2 separate regions of the Takifugu rubripes genome follow, and region 1 is linked to region 2. A link is a contact called in public Hi-C data. All regions are on one chromosome and are shown on one strand. The core of a region is the stretch at or near the end of the contact, and the rest is flanking DNA. Distances in the headings are between cores, read along the strand shown. Region 1 holds the start of LOC101077195 (microfibril associated protein 3). Region 2 holds the start of sap30l (sap30-like).

Evidence for each region. Hi-C and Micro-C count contacts between places; a contact is called where the count stands out from the background.
Region 1: a contact with region 2 is called in a Hi-C map of an unstated tissue, with 4 times the contacts expected there. The contact joins the promoter of LOC101077195 here to the promoter of sap30l in region 2. A contact is called at or near these places in 2 of 2 Hi-C or Micro-C datasets (muscle and an unstated tissue).

Annotation. Positions count from the first base shown.
Region 1 is chr15:6,896,771-6,902,505 of fTakRub1.2, forward strand. It overlaps LOC101077195 (microfibril associated protein 3), which reads right to left and starts at 3,448. Exons shown (of 3, transcript XM_003970858.3): 1 at 3,288-3,448; 2 at 2,948-3,189; 3 at 1,460-2,873. The coding sequence starts at 3,182. The coding sequence ends at 2,224. It overlaps fam114a2 (family with sequence similarity 114 member A2), which reads left to right and starts at 3,900. Exons shown (of 14, transcript XM_029848042.1): 1 at 3,900-3,974; 2 at 4,448-4,674; 3 at 4,760-4,850; 4 at 4,948-5,049; 5 at 5,117-5,235; 6 at 5,607-5,735. The coding sequence starts at 4,468.
Region 2 is chr15:6,675,459-6,680,809 of fTakRub1.2, forward strand. sap30l (sap30-like) reads right to left here and starts at 1,471. Exons shown (of 4, transcript XM_003970807.3): 1 at 728-1,471. The coding sequence starts at 913.

The DNA.
Region 1 (5,735 bases), core at 2,198-4,697, 220 kb after region 2:
AACTGAGGTAAAACGCTGCTGTTCATTTAAGACTTTAAGAAGCAGAGCAGAAGAGTAAAAATCAGCCATTATTATAACATAACAAGGCAGTAATCCCCCACCATGACCTTTCTCTGTGACCTCATTTAGCCAGCATCATCGCTCAGTGTACGCCCATGCTCTGCCTGCAGATCTCTTCTCTCTGTCCAAGGATGCAAGGAGCCATCAGAAGATGTGACCCCAATACTTTCACCTCGGTCCCCAGTGACCACAGCCCGCCGCTCTGATACCTCCGCAGCCATTATTTCCCATTAGTGCCTGACAAACGGGGCCGTTTGAAGCAGCGAGACCCAGCGGAGAATCGGGTCGTCCGCGGTGCCCCCATCCCTTTGTTCAACCTCGCCTGGACCACTGAAGGACGCCACGAGTTCTGTTTTGAAGGTTGACTGGAACTTTCTGTGTTCCCTCCGTGTGTATGTGTTGTGAAACTCGGCTGGATGCGATTTTACTGGCCACGTGGTGTGTGTGGGCAGCGTTTAGGTATAGCTGGGAGAAGTCATGCAGACTGAAAAGGGCGGGGCCATTAGAGGGCCAAAGGTCATGTAATTAAAAGGCTGATATTCAGAAAAGATACAAGAACAAATGGGAAAGAGACTAAGTAACACAAGAGCAATGCTGCAGGTTTGTTAGGCTAATCAATGAAAACACAGACCCAAAGAGAACAAGATGGAGGAGTAAGAGATGGAGCTAATCAGGGTGCAGGCATCTGCACAGCGTCCTCTCCTCTAATGAACAGATATGATGAGTTCTTCTCTTAACAAGTCATTGAATTTATCATCATCTGTCCTCGGTTTTCTTCCCCTACAGCTTGTTACTTCAGACTGATTGGAAATAAAATGTAATTAGAGGCTTGTATTTTCCTGCTCTAAGCTGAAATCATGAGCAATTTAAATTCAAGTAGTCCTGATGGACAATACACAGCAGCTTCATTCGTTTATGGAACGGAGGGATGCAACTTGTGTCTCCTTGTGTCGTGAAATGACAAATTAGATGACCTTGATGTGTCGATTCGGATGACGGCGCTAACGCACACACATTCTCTCACACACACGTTCCTAAACTATCAGTAAAATCTTCGTCCGTTCCTTGAGCATCTCTGGCTCAGAGTGATAAATGATCGTTCAGACCAATCAATTCTATTTAGATAAGCTCCCCTTCGGAGAGGACAGAGAGGGGAAGATGGATGTTTTCTGTCTTGGATGGATGGATGGATGGATGGATGGATGGGTGGATGGATGGATGCTATTCTGATCATTGTTTTTCCAGACTTGATGAGGTCAGGTCTGGCTGCTCGCGTGACTTCTGCGTGTGTGATGGAGGTAATGTTCAGTACTACTACGTTACTTCTTTGCTCAATACTTTGACTTTAGCGCCCCCCGGTGTCCAAGTAGCAACATCACATGAAGAAATAATAGACGTCTCCCTGACCTGATTTTTATTTACTCAATCTGTCATTTGCCAGGTTTTGTATTTTGATCAGATCTTTACGCACCGAGTCCCTGAAAATAAGTTCATATTCATGTGCAAATGGTCTTTTGTCATAAAACAGATACACAACACAGAAAAGAATCAGCACAACTACAAAATAACAAGTGCAATTGTGAAAAAGGGAACATAGAGAGGTATAGATCACCCAAAAGAGGGGGGTCAGAGGTCACAAGCAGCACATTTGAGACTGACAAGTTAAATATACACAACTCTACCCAATATTATTTTGTTTAATACCCTGAGCACTTTCACACCAACAGCATTGCCAAACAACCACGACCACATCCATAAAAAAACCCAAAACAATCCAGCTCAATCAGCAGCTATAAAGACAAGGAAAACCCTCCCTCGAACCCGTGTTCAACTTTATCAATATGCTTAATTATAAGTATTATACATACTTTGATCAGAAATGAGGACTTTTGGTTTCTCTGCACCAAAATGTGAGCTCCTATAGATTAAAAAAAATTACTTCAGCTTTTCTCAACTGCTTTTGGTGAAAGTAAAAACTATTTAACAGATAACTGTCTCTGAATTGGGGAAATAACAGATTTCTGTCAACCAACAGCTGAACAGAACCAGAAATAATTTAAGGCCCTATTCTCTTCATCTGCAGCTGAATTTGTTTCTTCTGGTGATGCAAACACGCTACATGTTCTCCTCAAAAAACACAATGTGTTGCCGGCCTGGTGCGACCTAGTCGTGGGTCTTCTCGACCACCGTATCTTCACTGACCGTCTCACATACAGCGTGACCATCTTTGTTTGCTGCTCCTCTACATAGAAGCAGTGCCTGGCTCTCCTCCATCTCCTGCTCCTGTCCTCCAGAGGCAGGCGGGCCGAGACCTTGCTGGGGCGCCATACCCTCGGCCAGCTCCTCGTCATACAGGCAGTTCATGATAAGCGGGGGCAGGGGGACGCTCCGCGCCAGCTCCTCGATGTGACGGGCGAACTCCATCGTCTTGAACTGCGTCACCTTGGCGAACTCCAGCGTTTTGGTGGATGTGAGAATGGGAATTCGCTTGGCAACCTCAAAGGCCTTCTGCAGCTTCTCCGGACCCTCAGTGCAGAAGAACTCATTGATGGCTCTCTCTGTCTTCTTCAGATGAGAGCTGACCATGCAAAGTCTGGCCGTGTTGAGGATCATTGTGATAGTGAACGCTACCAGACAGATGACAACAAAGTACAAGCCCAGGCCGCTGTCGGTGTGGGCCACGCGGAGTGTTACAGTATAGTTTCTGGTCTCGCCGGCGCTGCCGGGGGCAACGCAGGTGTAACGTCCACGGTCCTCAAAGGAGACCACTGTGATATTCAGGTCACCGTTTTTCTGAATCTGCCACTTCTCACCTGAACCAACACAGAACACAAACAGCTTCTCACTATCGTCCCCATGTTTTCTTCAGGCAATGTGTCTTCCTCACCTTTCAGAAGTCCTTGAGAGTTGTACCACTTAACACCATCATGGCCTCCTGTTAAGTTACACCTGATCAACATGCTGGATCCCTCTTTGACCGTGATGTACTTGCTGTTTCCCTGCGGATCGGACTTCACCTCCACCCCTGAGATGTTCTCAAGTCCATCAGCTGTCCAGACGCTGAGCAGCAGGACTGTCAGAAGGAGGTAGTGTTTCTGAGATGGGGAAACTGTTGCTGACATGGTCAATCTGCAAAACAAGTCTCCAGTGAGTACGGTGTACGGTAATACTATTGTTTCTAGTGCACGCAAAACAAGCATATTAAAAACAGATTCACCAAATCTCACCTGTTCCACGGGTAACACACTCAACAAGCGTTATACGTGTCAGTCACAGCTTGAATTACTGGATCTTGGCGCAAAACGTCGTCACTTCTTGTTCAACGCAGATTACATACTTAAGCTTTAAACAAAAAACACACCTTACTCATTTCCGGATTGAGGTATGAGTGGGCGTGGTTAAAGTGAAAGACAACGTCAAAGACGTTACAGGTACTTTACATTGCATTTCCCCCAAATCTTCATCTACATTTGTATATTTTAATCTTTAGTGGTTATCGATTTAATTGTGTTGCTTCGATTTAGTCGTAATATTGAATCAAAATTAAAATCTACGTAATCGTTTTTCAGAAAACCTGTTTTCATTTACCGGATGGGGTGTACTCTTATTTTGATGGCCCCGGAAAACAGAATGAATTGCCTAGTCAAGCTAGTGAATGTTCTTTCAAAATACAGAATGACATCTTTACATTGGGCCATCCGGGAAGGGGCTTCTAGATTAATCATAATTCCATGTATTGTTTTGTTTGTGTCGCTTTACTCTAAGGATTAATTAAACTATCAATCAATTTATTATTTAACACAATAGCGCTAACTTACTTTATTATGAAAATACTGACCGGAACTCCTCGGTCTCATACTCGCTGTCAGTCGCACAAACACTGAAAACAGAGAGTGACGTGGCTGGTCCTGGAGGTCTGTAAAAGAAAAGAACATCATTTTTACGTTAAACCTGCACGTTTTTACTTTATTTAAACTGATAAACATCGTTAAATGATAAAAACAGATATTCGCTCCTTTCGTTTTGCGACTAAAAACAATATTAGCAGCCTCGCTGACACTGCTAGCATATGACATTTAAGAGCACCTATATTTTTGTTTTAAGCCAATATTTAATTATGTACATTTGATCATCGTAATTAAAAATGCTGTTGGAAATTGAAGCAGACTATTAAAACTAACCCCTGGAGCCTTATTATGCGCTTGGTGCCACAACTACTTAGTAAGTAATACTGTTATTTTTCTTACTAAATCGACAGTTATTAAATTCCTAATGAAATTCTATGACGTACAGGTCAACCTACATATTTACACTGACGCTTTATTTACTTCTGAGACTGACTAAAAAAGAAAATGCATCGGCTTATTTGTATATTGTAACTTTGTAGGTATGTACTAGGAAGTTAAGATGTCAGACAGTGGACCCATATCAGCAGAAGATCCGGTGTCAGAGGGTCACGATGCGTCCTCTGCCGAAACATCAGTTGGGTCCTCACCGATCACGCCTGAATCTACCACTGATGTGGCCCCGACGAGGAGAGCCAAAAGGAGACCTGAGCCCAAAGCAGCAGGAGAACCACAGGAGGCTCCTAAAGTGGAGGAGCAGCCAGCACAGGTCGATATTAAATACTGGCATGATACTACAAAACAAATGTCTCTTTCGTGTCTCTTTCGTGTCCTCATTCGTCTTCTTCTTTCAGACATCCACTGTGTCTCAGGGAGGCTGGGGCTACTGGGGCAGCTGGGGAAAATCAATCTTATCCACAGCAACAGCTACTGTGGCCACCGTGGGTGAGTGAAACCTTCCTCTACTTACATTTATTTGCTCACAGCGCTGTTTGAACAACTGGTCCTGGTTTGAATTCGCCCCCCTCGCCTGTCCTCTCAGGCCAAGGCCTGACTCAGGTCATAGAGAAGGCAGAGACGACGCTGGGGATCCCCAGCCCCACAGAACTCTCCGCACAGGTTGAGCAAGAGCAGAAAGAGCAAGGTGAGTGGGGGGAAATTCGTATCCCCTAGCACTGAATCTCTCCTCACCTTGTAAAATTCACTTGCAGTTTTTTTTTCTGCAGGTGAAACAAGCAGCGGTGCAGATGCGGCGGCAGCGGATGGATCCGCAGCCGTGGGCGGTGCAATGGGAATGCTGACCTCACTCACCAGCGTCGTCCAGAGCACAGTCAGTAACAGAGTTCTGTTTTCTCTGTGTTCCGTAGCAGATGGAACGCCACGTTTTCATACAATTCTCTTGCACAAACTGTTTGAATTTAGGTTGAAAGGTCAGCAACTCTGGCAGCACTTGGTCAGACTTCTCAGTTGGTTTTGATTCGTTTTTGAAACACACAGCAGCTGCTGGATGATCACACGGGGAAGAAACAGAAATGTAAAAAATGAAAAGCATATACTCATACTGCAGATATCCTGAGAACTTTACTGCATTTTCACTTTTCTTTTAAAACATGGAAACTTTGTAATTCACTCAGTATAACTTTCAACTTAAAACTACAGCTTGCTGTGTCTAAAAGCAATGTTTTGTTTTTTTAATCTCAGGGCAAAACTGTTATAACGGGCAGTCTGGACGCCCTGGAATTTATCGGGAAGAAGACGATGGATGTGATCGCAGAGGGTGATCCTGGATTCAAGAAAACCAAAGGACTGATGATCAGGAACTCCACGCTG
Region 2 (5,351 bases), core at 221-2,720:
TCATAAAGCACGGAAAGATACTGCCAGAGCTTCAAAATCCATTTGAATCCCTCCCCCCGCGACCCCAAAACATGTTTGGAGAGGACAAACCACCAAATCTGATGTTTCATTTGGGACAACAGAGACATTATTTTGAGTTGAGCAAAATTCTCTACTAGATAATTCTTATTGTAGATCGCGTTTTGCTGCTTCTCTGTATATTGTGATTGTCCGGTGGTGCATTTTGCTCTGTTACCTCCTGCTTTGTCATTATTTGGAGATGACTCACTTTTCTTGTGATGACTTATGACTAAAACTATCAATCGTTTGGGTAATAAGGGAAACCTTTGCAGATCGAGAGCACAAAGCTGTATACAAGTAATCTGTAAACTCAAGCCCCTACTCCTGGTAGCCGGAGGTGGCTCAGTTTAACCGTGTTTAGCAACTGTTAGCAACAGCCATTTTAGGGTCAACTGCGGAGGCGGCAGCACGAAGCTCTTGGTTCTGTTTCCTGCACCATGGCTGGCTATAAGCTGACAGTTAAGCACTCTGACTTTCTTTGCTACATTCGGCAGTAGCATGAACATCGACGAGGCTAGGATTTAAAATGAAACCTGTTGGTTCGTGACACACCGGCTAACTCACTTTAGCTGACAGCTGCGGAGCCTGAACTTCTGCAGAGCCCCGCAGGACAAACTTAGAGCGTGAACTCGCCATCGCATGTCAAAAACACATGACTGACACTTACACTCTTGTCGATGTCTAGCTTGAGCTTCTTCTGCGATATGCTTTTCTGGATCCTCTTGCTAAAGGAGGCGTTTCCAGCTGACCGTCCGCAGCGTTCCCCGTCTTCGATCAAGCAACAGCTCTGTCCATAAAACGGCGGAGCAGGCGGTCCGTCGTGGCTGTCTTCCTCTGTGCTGAAGCCATTCATTCTGCACGATCTTAATGCTCTTTGAGGCCTGAACTCGAACGGTAAAACAAGCACCGGAGTCCGTGTTTGCTTAAATAGCACTTCTCTTCACGCGCTGTCCTTTTGTGAAAGACAATCCGGTAGCCTTGACTAGCTAGCACGGCTACGTGTCGGGTTAGCGAACCCACAGCACTTGATGGCGACAACGACTCACTTCCAAACGCAAACCAATTTGTTTAAGGGCATATTAACGCGTTCATGGACTCGTGCCACAAAACGCCCGGCACTAACGTCAACTAGCCCCTAATGCTAACAGGATCGCAAGGTGGTTGAGCTGCCGCTAACGGACAAATTCCTATGGTGATACCGCCACTGTCGGTCCCTGCAACAAACCACCAAGTGTCTGTTAAATCTAGATATAACAACAAAGGCGTGCTATTCCGAGCTAAATTCTGCGACAGCAAGTTTCAATGAATGCCAGAACTTTAAAGAAATCTCGCATTTAACAACCTGCACCTTAACAATCGCGGTATTCTTTCAGAAAGCTCCGTACAATGGACGTCCTCCGACGCTATGGCGGAAGCTCTCATCTCGAACAGCGATTGGTCAGTTTTTACAAAAGGCGGGACTACTGTAGATACTGCAGATCTGCTATTGGCTTAAAGAAACATCAGTCTTTTGGTGGCTCTTCCTGTATTACTCAGCGTCATGTTTTCTTCTATGAATAGTTGTTAAAGGTGGCGTCGCGGTCAGTCGAAGGTACTTTTAAATTGCTGCGCCGAAGCGCACACTGGACGCGATGGATTCAAATCACGATAAAACGCCAAAGCATTGCGCAACTGCACGCGAAGGAAAAGTAACACGATACAGCCTATTCTAGAGAAAATTCACATTTACCGACTGTTGACACTGAACAGTTTGACCGTGTTATTTGGCAGCATGACGATACAACATAGGATCTGCCAGTGTGTTACAGTTACATTGGCAAAAAATCAAACAAACCTCATATTAACAAGTTTCACACTGTCTGAAAAATGATTTCGAGCTTAAATGAAACAGGATCGTTCTCATTTGTGTTTGCGTAGTTAACGTATGGTTCCTTCTGTGACCACACGAGGGAGCCAAAGCCCAACAAATGAATAAAGGTGGGACACGAAGAACCAGAACAGTGCAGCAAAGCTCATTTCAACGGATTTCTCATCTTATTTCTTTTCAGGATTTTTTTTAACCAATTTTCCCGTCAACTGTTTTTCCTATTCCAGTGTTTTGTTTTTTAAATCTATTGAAAACAATAGACATTATGTTTACTTTCACTTGAAATACCTGACATCACGGTAAAAAGTACAATATCTTATCATAATCTGAATGTGCACATTTCCTTTCCCTAATGCAGAAATGCAGGGCCATTCTCCCTGCACTCCCAGTGCATACACTGTGCATCTATTAAAGGGATAGTTTGCCTAAAGTTGAAAATTAAATACACACTCACTCAACAGTGGAGGCTGTTGAAACATGCTGCATTGGCCACATCCTGAGTTTTAATTTTGGGGATGCAGCCAGGCAGATGAGAAAGCTTTAAAAGCACTCGAATGCCTGGCTGCCTGCATTATGTGGCCTGAATAATGATACTCTTTGTTGTCATTTGTTTAATGTGTTACTTGCTCTCACGTGCAAACTGCCTGGCCCATGATGCCCGACTAATGGTCGAGCCGAGATGAGAGTGTAACACAACAGGGAGAGAATGACGTGAGGACACCATCAAATGATATTAACTAGAGTAAAGACAATTGCATTACCTTTTTCTCTTGGTAGTGGAGCTGGGCCCAATAAAAACTCTTTAATGGCTATCTCTGACAGTAGAGCGTGGAAATAGAATGGCTACATGGCTCATAAGTGCAGGGAAATGCTGATTGTATGTTGACAGATTGACTTTTAAAGTGGAAAGTGACAGAGTGCCAAAACACTAACAGGTTTTACAATTTACACTTTGGGTTTTTTTCTCATCAAGTATGAGATGCCTCAGAGCAGTAATAACATGTGGAGTGGCCTCGGTGTGCTCGTACTTGCTGTGCACAGCTCTCTCACCCAGCCAGAATGACAAGTTGAGCATTATATGACATCCCATGAGACGAAGGAAATGGGCCACACCGAGGAGCAATAAGACTTCATCCATGAATAAATCACTTCTGGCTAAAAGCTACCCGAGCTTGTGTGTTGTCAGCGGAAATGATTATGAGATTAACATTTACTTGAAATGTGTTTTAGCACCATCACTCACACAGACGATTAAAGTCGTTAAACATGGAGGACCATATTCGTAGGAGTGCTACGTTTCACAAAAGAGGGCGCGACACTGGCCTGCTGCCTGCTAACCTTGGTGAAACTCGTTCCCTCGGAGTTTGTAGAAAGTTGCTTCCCTGAGCCGAAGAGTTCAAGTGCATCTGAGTGATGAACAATGCAGCATCAGCTCTAATTCTGTCCAGAACCGTTGTGTTGAGGACACTGAGCTGTGAGGCAAAGCTCTTCATTTATCATATGATGTTCCAGCGCTCACCTGCAGCCCTCAGCAGCGGGTACTGACTGAAAGAATGAGATCAGGGACATGAGTGGATGACCCAGGATTTCTGAGGAGGGTCTAGCCTTAGAGAGAGGTCACAGAGGTCAGACCGGCCTATCGAGGTGGTTCAGCCATCAGGACGTTTCCTGGCAGACGTCTCCCTTTGGAGACTTTCTGGGCACACATAACTGGAAAGAGACCCTGATAGAAACACAATTTCCCAGAGGGAATCTATACGTATTCTCACCAGGGAAAACCAGGGAGGACCAGAATGAGGGATGTGTGGTGCTGCACACACATCTAACTATTACACACACTAATCACAGAAATAACACAAGTGTAAACACAGAAATCAGCCTAATCAGCACCATGTTGGCTTGTTTGATGAGGACTTGAAAAAAGAACTTGGAAAAGACATTGTGTAATTTCGTTTGAACCATATTAATCCATTAATTCCTGTGGTTCTTGAAGTATTTGTAGATTTGCATCCTTGTAAGCTGAGAACTTCATGAAATCTAAAACCTGAGAAAAAAACACAAACCCTCCGACATCTCGGTGTGACTGAAAGCCAATTATCTTGCCTGTCAAAGAGGCAAATGGAAAATATCCACCTCTGACATGTTTTCCGACACACCGCAGAACATGAAAGGACAAACAGGTCTGGCGACGTGTGGAAACTCTTTCTAACTGGGGTTCTGAGAAGGGTTAGTCAATTTCAAACATCTTTTTTTCATGTAGGTCTGCTTGTTTGTGGAGCTGCTTGGACCTTTGTGAAGTGAAGAATTTAGTGAAAAAGGAACTATAATTCAAGTCCAAAGACGCCCTAAAAGCAGTTTTACATTCAGCATGTTCACTTATGAGACAACTGCAGCCGTTTAAATGTTCATTTTTAATGTCAAACAAACACAGATGTAACCAGAGTGTGCGGAGAAAGTCCATGTCTAGAAGGGAAAGAAATACAAGCAGATGGCAGTGAAATGGAGAGAAAAACTATTACAGACAGAAACCAATATTGGCGTGGCGGGTCTAATCCATTTTCTCAGTTATTCCACCGTTTATGAAGACAGATCTGCTCAGACGGGAGCAGAAAAAAGTGTGAATCTACTCCAAGGTAATTCAGCAGGCACTGAGGAAAATGTGTCAGGATTAATTCAGGGAACTGCGAAAACACTGGAGGAGATCTGCATAACAGCGATGCACAAATATGTCCTGCAGACACTTGTTGATCTGATGTGAAATTGTGTGCAAATTTGTGAGCAACTGTGTCGCCATAGTGACCAAAGTCCTGATAGTCCACTCCAGAGGCGATTGGAAAAGTTGGAGAGATATGACAGATGTGTTTTAGTTTCCATGGAGACATAGTGGACACAGTGTTGCAGAAGTGGGGTAATGGGCTTCTGTCTGTCACCATGGCAACATAATTAACAAAACACGCTGCTACTGCAATATTACACCTGCAGTGGTGCGATCTCATATGCTGAGAGAGTGGATGCTCAAAGTTCATGTTAACATGGAGTTTCGATGCTTTAGAAACTTTAATGACATTCTGAAGATGTTGGCTGAGATATGCTTCAGATGTGCTCCAAGCCATTGTTGCCAGAACTGACAGAACTCATCCGTAAATGTCAAGTTTAGAAGAAGCAGATTTTCACTCGCCAACCTGCAGGATGTCAGACAGAGTTTGATTTAGAGAAACAATCAAAGGAATAAAATATTGACCCGAGGACAAAGGGGAGAATCAATACTCGTCTGAACACCTGTGACCCGTTTACAGCCTCGAGAATGCCGGGTCACAGAAGCTGTACAGGCCCGAGCTCTTCCATCCAACCTGTGCCAAGAAAACCCCAAACAACTCTGATTAAATCACATCCATTTCATTTGTGTTTGCCCTCTGATAAAGGC